Regions from separate parts of the Macaca mulatta genome. Here region 1 is linked to region 2. Evidence: chromatin contacts called from public Hi-C data. All regions are on one chromosome and are shown on one strand. The core of a region is the stretch at or near the end of the contact, and the rest is flanking DNA. Distances in the headings are between cores, read along the strand shown. Region 1 holds the start of UHMK1 (U2AF homology motif kinase 1). Region 2 holds the start of UAP1 (UDP-N-acetylglucosamine pyrophosphorylase 1).

What was found. A called contact is a pair of places that touch in the nucleus more often than the background predicts.
Region 1: a Hi-C map of cortical neurons shows a contact between it and region 2, with 3 times the contacts expected there. The contact joins the promoter of UHMK1 here to the promoter of UAP1 in region 2. A contact is called at or near these places in 3 of 14 Hi-C or Micro-C datasets (CD4 T cells, blood and cortical neurons).

What each region holds. Positions count from the first base shown.
Region 1 is chr1:104,405,097-104,409,322 of T2T-MMU8v2.0, forward strand. UHMK1 (U2AF homology motif kinase 1) reads right to left here and starts at 1,617. Exons shown (of 8, transcript NM_001266768.1): 1 at 1,171-1,617. The coding sequence starts at 1,438. LOC144329876 (a long non-coding RNA gene) reads left to right here and starts at 1,191. Exons shown (of 3, transcript XR_013395605.1): 1 at 1,191-2,183; 2 at 3,011-4,125.
Region 2 is chr1:104,335,358-104,339,306 of T2T-MMU8v2.0, forward strand. It overlaps UAP1 (UDP-N-acetylglucosamine pyrophosphorylase 1), which reads right to left and starts at 2,395. Exons shown (of 10, transcript NM_001266909.2): 1 at 2,273-2,395.

The sequences.
Region 1 (4,226 bases), core at 367-2,866, 69 kb after region 2:
ATAGCCGTCTAGGTCTGTCACAGTGGCTCATGCCTATGATCCCAGCATTCTGGGAGACCGAGGCAGGAGGACTGCTTGAGCCCAGGAGTTTGGAGACCAGCCTGGGTAACAAAGGGGAACCTCCTCTCTACAAAAAATTAGTCAGGCGTGGTGCTATGTGCCTGTAGTCCCAGCTACTTGGGAGGCTAAGGCAGGAGAATGGCTTTAGGAGGAATTGGAGGCTGAAGTGAACTGTGATCTCGCCATTGTACTCCAGCCTGGGTGACAGAGTGAACTTGTCTCAAAAAAAATTAAAACAGAAAAACAAACAGCTATCTATAATCTAAATACTAACGAAGAGATTGAGACTTTCCGGACGAAATTTCAACTAATCTTGCAGAGATTCAGCAAGTTCTTAGGCTTGCAAAAATTTTCCCTTTTCAGTACCAAACTTATAGTAACAGACCATTTAGTAAACTAAAAAAATGTAGCACTAGTGTTAATTCTTCTCCAAAATGGTATTATAAAAAAACTCACTTTTCTTTAATAACCAAAGCCATAACTAATGATAAGCTTTCTGTCGTGTAATAGAAATGAAACCTTTCCACAGATCAATCATCAGTGATCATTACATAGCTTACATTCTGAGTATCTGATTCATGAAACAGTCTCACGAGAGCAAAGGCACAGTGTTCCTAAATTTCACACTTCTATAAGGGCTCCCATGGAATAGTGAATCATTTCTTCCAAATCCGTACTAAATATATAACAGGTGAGCTATATGAGTTACCAGCATTGATGTCACAAGGCCCAGACATAGTTCCCATTTTCTACTGGTATGCAAAGATCCAAAAATTTCCACACAAGACACGACAATCTAGCAAAGACGTGCCTCCTCTCACTAGAAAAGATATTTCTGTATGCTAATGAATGCGGCACTCTCCGATGGGACTCGAAGCAGGACAGAATTTACTGAGCATCTGTGTGACACCTGGCAAAGCAGACCACCAATTCCACTATACCGCAGACAGTATTACAGTGAAAGGGGAAAGGGGCCTGGATCGGGTGATAAAGAAGGCTAGACCCGCTTCTCCCGCAGAAGGGGAGGAAGACAGAACGCCAGATAGCGAGAGGAGGAGTGTGCTCGGACTGTGACCCGGGCAAGAAAAGAAAGGAGCCAGGGGCAATTACCGATGTTCCTGTGACCCTGCAACTGTTCCAGCGCCGCCCTCTCTTTGCGGAAACCATACTCGGCGGCCGAGGCCGCAGCCCCGGTGGTTCCTGGCGGCAAGAACTGCTTGAGGGCGCCGGGGGGCGAGCCAGGGTTGCCGCAGCAGCGAACCCGATACACCGAGGCGGAGGAGCCGCTACCCAGACGGCTCTGTACCTGCCACAGCCGTCCGAAGGCCTCCAGAAAACGCGGCGGCTCCGCGCCCCAGGCGCAGCCGGATCCCGCCATCGGTGTGGGCTAAGGGCACGGACTCGGGAGCTGACGCGACGCCTGAGGCAGGCCGGCCGGGCCCGCGGTCACATCCCCGCCAGCCGGACCAGCGGCTCCGCAGGGAGAGACCTGCAGCCGCCTCACCGACTCCCGAGACTTCAAACAGCCATGACACCGGAAGCCGTGGTGCACCCGAGTCCCAGAAGCCGGAAATGGAGGAAGAGCCCATCGTACAGGCCGAAGGAGGGGGGCACAGAGGGGGCGGGGCCTAGAAGTGATTAGATGAGTTAGGTTTGGAAAGAAGAACCGAGAATAACAAGTAACCTTAATCATTGGGTATCTACCATTCCAAGCCCAGTGTTAACCGCTTTCACATAGACCTGAAGCTAAAACTGGTCCTTTTTCTTGTTGAGGCACCTCACCTCACCACTAGGAACCCAGAAAAATAAAACCCTACCTACATTTCTCATAGAAAGGATCCCAAGGAAAACACACCAGGAACAAAAAGAGAGAATTTACCATCACCTGCAGGTCCATGATCACCAGTAACCACGATTCTGGATGCCTAGACCTTTGTGCTTCTTTTAGATGTAAACCAAAAATAAAATTCTAAGCTCCCCCGCCAACCATCGGAATGGACTTTCTCCTAGGTCAGGGCACTCAAATTCTGAAAGACTGGTTCAGGCCATGAAGGGAAGTAGGGCCTTGTCCGAGTAGCCTCATTATACCTCTCTGGTTAATGTCAACACAGATCTTCAGTCTGGTAAGAAACATTTACAATCTATTTTCTCGGAAGCCTGCTACCTGGAGGCTTCATCTGCATGATAAAACTTTGGTCTCCACAAGTTCTTAAGACAACCCAGACATTCCTTTCTATTAATAACTCTTTCAACCAATTGCCAAGTAGAAAAATTTTAAATCTGCCTATAACCTGGAAGCACCCATTTCTCCCCCCACCAATCCCCGCTTCGAGTTGTCCCACCTTTCTGGGCCAAATCAGTGTATTTCTTAAATGTATTTGATTGAAATCTCATGTCTCCCAAAGTGTATAAAACCAAGCTGCACCCCAACCACCTTGGGTACATGATCTCAGGATCTCCTGAGGGCTGTGTCACAGGCCATGGTCACTCATATTTGGCTCAGAATAAATCTCTTCAAACATTTTTCAGAGTTTAACTCTTTTTATCAATATAGTCCACCTTGCCTATGGCTCCCTCATCAAAGAACATTCACCCTGGGCAAACATGGATCTGTTTCAAATTTTTATTTTTCATTTATTTATTCAATTATTTTATTCATTCAGCAAACGTTTATTGAGTAACAAATGTAGCAAATAGGCATCTCAATCCACAAACTAGGATGTGTAAGAAATGTAGCCGCCTTTACTTTTCAGTCATTCAACCTTTTCTCTTTCAAACTCTATTCTGATTGTGTGGCAAAAACTTAGTATCAGGCAATAGGCCCTATCTTCTTTTCCTCAGGTTTTGTGTAAGTTCCCAGCCAGGTTCGATATGGTTCATATAGTGCTAAGTGGAAAGTTTGAGGAGAGGTTGAGGACTAAACTCTGACCTGTCTTCTCTCTTGCTCAAGTTTTTTTTTTAGACGGAGTTTCACTCTTGTTGCCCAGGCTGGAGTACAATGGCTTGATCTCGGCACCTCAGCTCACCGCAACCTCCCCCTCCCGGATTCCAGCGATTCTCCTGCCTCAGCCTCCGAAGTAGCTGGGATTACAGGAATGCGCCACCACGCCGGCTACTTTTGCATTTTTAGTAGAGACGAACTTTCTCTTTGTTGGTGAAGCTGGTCTTGAACTCCTGCCCTCATTATCCACCTGCCTCACCCTCCCAAAGTGCTGGGATTACAGGAGTGAGCCACCACACCTGGCCCCAAATTCTTATCTAAGGGATGTGAGGAGTCACAGCCTACAAACCATAAAATCTCATCAGATTATCAGAAGTGTTCAAACCAGAGCAAGTCCACCTTGAATAGGAGCATGGTAAAATGAGGCTGAGATCTACTGGGCTGCATTCCCAGGAGGTTAGGCATTCTAAGTCTCAGGAGGTCAGCACAAGATACAGGTAACAAAGACTTTGCTGATAAAACAGATTGCAGGAAAGAAGCCGGCCAAAACCCACCAAAACCAAGATAGTGGTGAAAGTGACCTCTAGTCGTCCTTACTACTCATTAGATGCTAATTATAATGCATTAACATGCTAAAGGAAACTCTTACCAGCACCATTACAGTTTACAAATGCTATGGCATCGTCCGGAAGTTACCCTTCGTGGTCTAAAAAGAGGAGGAACCCTCAGTTCCAGGAATTGCCCGCTCCTTTCCTGGAAACTCATGAATAATCCACCCCTTCTTTAGCATATAATCCAGAAATAACTATAACTGTGAATAATTATAAGTTGAGCAGCCTAAGCTGTTGCTCTGCCTATGGAGTAGCCACTGTTTTATCCCATTACTTCCTAATAAACTTGCTTTATGGACTCATTCTTAATTCTTTATTGCGTGAAGTCCAAGAACCCTCTCTTGGGGTCTGAATTGAGACCACTTTCCAGTAACAAGATGGGTTCGTTTGTTTGTTTGTTTGTTTGTTTATTTGAGACAAAGTCTCACTGTATTGCCCAGGCTGGAGTGCGGTGGCACGATCTCAGCTCACTGCAACCTCTGCCTGCTGGGTTCAAGCAATTCTCCCACCTCAGCCTCCGGAGTAGCTGGGATTACAGGCATGGGCCACCATGCCTGGTTAAATTTTGTATTTTTAGTAGAGACGGGGTTTTCCCATGTTGGTCAGGCTGGTCT
Region 2 (3,949 bases), core at 1,145-3,644:
AACAGATTTATATTAAATTATTTTCCAAGGAATGTAGTTTTTCCCAAGACCTCATTTATGCTACTGCTTTGCCTCTGATTTAAGAGAGTACATTGTAATAGGAAGATCAGCAAGGAACCAGATAACCAAAGAATAGGAAGTCCCTGTTCTTGGTCCTTCTCCATCATTTGATTCTATGCAATCATTTTACCTCCCTGTGCATATACTTCCTCATGAATATAAGACAACCAACCTTTCTCACATGCCTTCAAGAGAGTCAAGAGTAAAGAGTGCTCTGTCTGCTAAAAGGCATACACAAACATATTATTATAACATTTTAAGATATAAACCAAACTTTTCTAAAAGGTCATCATTAGATACTCCTCCACCTTCAGACACTTGGAAAAATGAATCCATGCAAATAAGATACCTCATAGGGCCGGGCGCGGTGGCTCACGCCTGTAATCCCAACACTCTGGGAGGCCGAGGCGGGCAGATCACGAGGTCAAGCGATGGAGACCATCTGGCCAACATGGTGAAACCCCATCTCTACTAAAAATACAAAAATTAGCTGGGCATGGTGGTGCGCGCCTGTAGTCCCAGCTACTCAGGAGGCTGAGGCAGGAGAATCGCTTGGACGGGGGAGGTAGAGGTTGCAGTAAGCAGACATCACGCCACTGCACTCCAGCCTGGCGACATAGTGAGACTCTCCATCTCAAAAAAAGAAAAAAAAGAAAAAAAAAAAGGTACCTCATAGGTTAAACTTTGATATCTGGACCTAAACCACTGGTCACATGTACTCATTTACATGTTGTATAATTTTTATAATGTAACAACCATACTTGAGTTTTGGACAAGCACAATTCACCTATTATATTTATCTGAGGCAGACATAAGCATCTTCATGCCACAAAAATAGTACCATATTTCCCATTAACGATGTTTAGAGGCATGTGTGTGTAATGGTAAGCAGCAATGAACAGAAGAGTTAAAAGACAAGAATTTTTATTTTGACAACCGAAAACTGAAAAAGTTGAAAAGCTGCTCTAGAAATTATAACAAAACTTGGTACATGCCCACAGCCTAATCCATCTGCATCAAAATATATGACAAATTTGGTAATAATCTACCATTATCAAATATATTTTTATTAGAATTTAAATACCAGTATTAAAGAAATCCAGTATTTCTCCCTCCTTTTCTGGCCTCCCCCACTCGGCCCCTATCTCTGCTGGTATATGTATGCCCTCGAAATGATTAAGTAAACCTTTTACAGCTTTTAAAACACAGTATCAGCGTTGAGACATAACCACCAACTGAATCCTATAAATGCTTGGCAGCACAGCCTAAGAAGTCTTTCTTAGCTCCAGCTAAGTGAGCCAACTGACTAACAGTGAAGGAACAGACCTTTAGTTTCCGACGAACTCTTGGGTCCACACCCAGTGAATTTCACCTAAAAGTCCTTAAACTTTTGCAATACCAAATGACACACACATATGATTATAATCCTATTACCTGATTCCAGATTTCATAAACCACGTAGAAGTAAGTGTAGCACAGCGTCAGGCCAAAGTTCAAGCAGCCATATGTTCAGCATATGTGTACTTAGCCCTCCAATACCATCCTTCTGCTTGGCCAAGCACGGGGAAACCCAGAAATTTCAATTCTCTCTCACTACCAGTATCATGGCAAACCAAACCAAAAAAAAAGAAAGAAAAAAGTGGCAAGCAAACAGGTTTTGTCCCACTGTCCTGTCCTCCAAATGTATCCCGTCTTTGTCAGAGCTCTCAATTATTTTCCTCATATATTCAAGATACACGAACTCGCTTCCACCTGACAGTTCCAACGATCTCCTGTCCCACTGGAGGCCCCCCCACTTGGTATAACTGTCCACAAGGCCCTAGCCTGAGAGCCTCGAGGTCTCTACTGCCCACCCGGGAAAGGCCCCACTCGCAACCCCACACGCCTACACAACCCCCTCGGACTCCAGACACTGGCCCAGACCTCCTCTCACAACGCCCCCAGTCCATCTGGGGCGAGATCATTCCATCCCTGGCCCCGCCATCCACCCGGCTGCCCAGCCCACACACCCTCTCGCCGGGTGGCGGACGACGGGGTGCGACTGAGGGGCGCACGGGCTGGGGGGTGTGTGTGCTCGGTTGCCCGCGCTGTGCACGTTCGTGCGACGCGTGTCCACGTCTGAGCGCATGGCTGTGTGTGCGGCGGGGCCAGGTCCTCCGCCCGCCCGGGTCCAGGGCCCCGCCGTCCCCTCGCTGGGCTGGGAGCTCCTCACCTTCCTCGGCGCGACCACAGCTACGCCTGTCTCCAGCTCCTTCCGCGCAGCCACTCATCGGCGTCCCGCGCCCGCTCCGAATATATACCCTCATCCGGGGGGCCGCGGCGGCGGGGCGGGCCGGGAGCGGGGGCCAAGGGGAACGCCAGCCCCGGCCACCCCGCCCCTCTCGCCACGACTAGTGGCTGCCGGCGCCGGGAGGAGTGGAAGCCGACCGCCCAGACACGTCAGCGTCCGGAGCGCAGATGACGACGCGGACGCAGCCGGGGGCGCCGAGGCGGGGCTAGGGACGGGGGCCGGGCGTGAAAGGAGTAACCCGCCAGGGCGGGGCGGGGCCTAGTGCGTCACTCATTCTCTGGCCCAATGGGGATAGTCCTGGAGCGCAGTCGGCTGGCGGCCCCGTCCCTCCAGCGCACTGGCTGAGGCTGGAGGATATTAGTTGGGTCCGCTAGGAGGGGCCACGCCCGGGCCGGCAGAGAGCGCCTACTGGGTCCCAGGACTCCTGATGTCTCTAGGTTGTACTGAGAGGTGCGAGCCCGAGGCTTTTGGCCCAGCGGCACGAGGCACAACGGGCCACAGAGATGGGCAGGGAGCTGTGTCCCCAGGGTGGCGGATTTCCGAGCCACCCACGCGGATGGTTGGGAAAGAGCGGCGGATTTTCCTGCGGAGAAACTTTCAGGGCGGGCCTGGCGCGCTCTCTGACCTTGGGCTATTTTGTGTGCAGTTCGCAAGATGCCTGACCGGGCTCCAAACTCGCTCTCTGGTTGTGTTTTGGCTCCCAAGAAGGTGAAGCCAGGCCTTTTTTCTTTAGCACAAGCAGACAGGAAAGGAGAGAGGAAATGCAAACAAAGGTATTAGGTAACCTAAGGCAGTATAAGCCGGGGGTCATCTTTGTGAGTCTGCAGACAACGTAGCTAGGCTTCAGTACTCTGCAGAAAGATGGCGGAGGGCCTAGATGACCTCCCAGGCCATTCCAGGACCAGTGTTTACAGTCCTGTTACATAACCTAGTGTACACACAGGTTATTATATGTTCAGCACTGTGCCCTTGGAAGCTATGTTTACATTTAAAGTTGTGTTGCATTTTGCAGTTTTTGCAAGAAGTGGGATATGTTGAAATACGAAAACACCTAAATTTAACATACCACCTATCATAAAGAGATTCAGGCGCCTTTCTTCTACTTTCTTGAGTGCAAAGGCCTTTTCGTTCCCTTTACCAGTTGCATAATCACCCACTGCCTCAAGTAACAACAGAAAAACTTAAACTTGGTAAGTAATGGTTGTAGATTTACATTCAGGAGATTGAATACTCTCCATCTCTCATGATCCTGGAACTTCATTTGTTTCTTTGAAAGAAGAATACTGTAGTGATTGGTTTACAGTGTAGTGATTGGTTTCTTAACCACGGGATCCGAAGACAATTTCAGCTTCTTTATTGCTTGTGATCTTTGGCAAGCTACTTGTGCGATCAGTTTTCTCATCTATAAAAAACAGACAATAAAGATGAAAATGCCATTTGGTGGTTGTATTAAACCAATCGATATAAATGAAGTATGTAAAACAGTAAACACTAAATAACTTTTAGTTATTATTTATTATTGAGTACTTATAAAAATTCAAACTAGGAGACCCAGATTCAAAATCAGTCTATACTTACTAACTGTGTGACTTTGGGTAA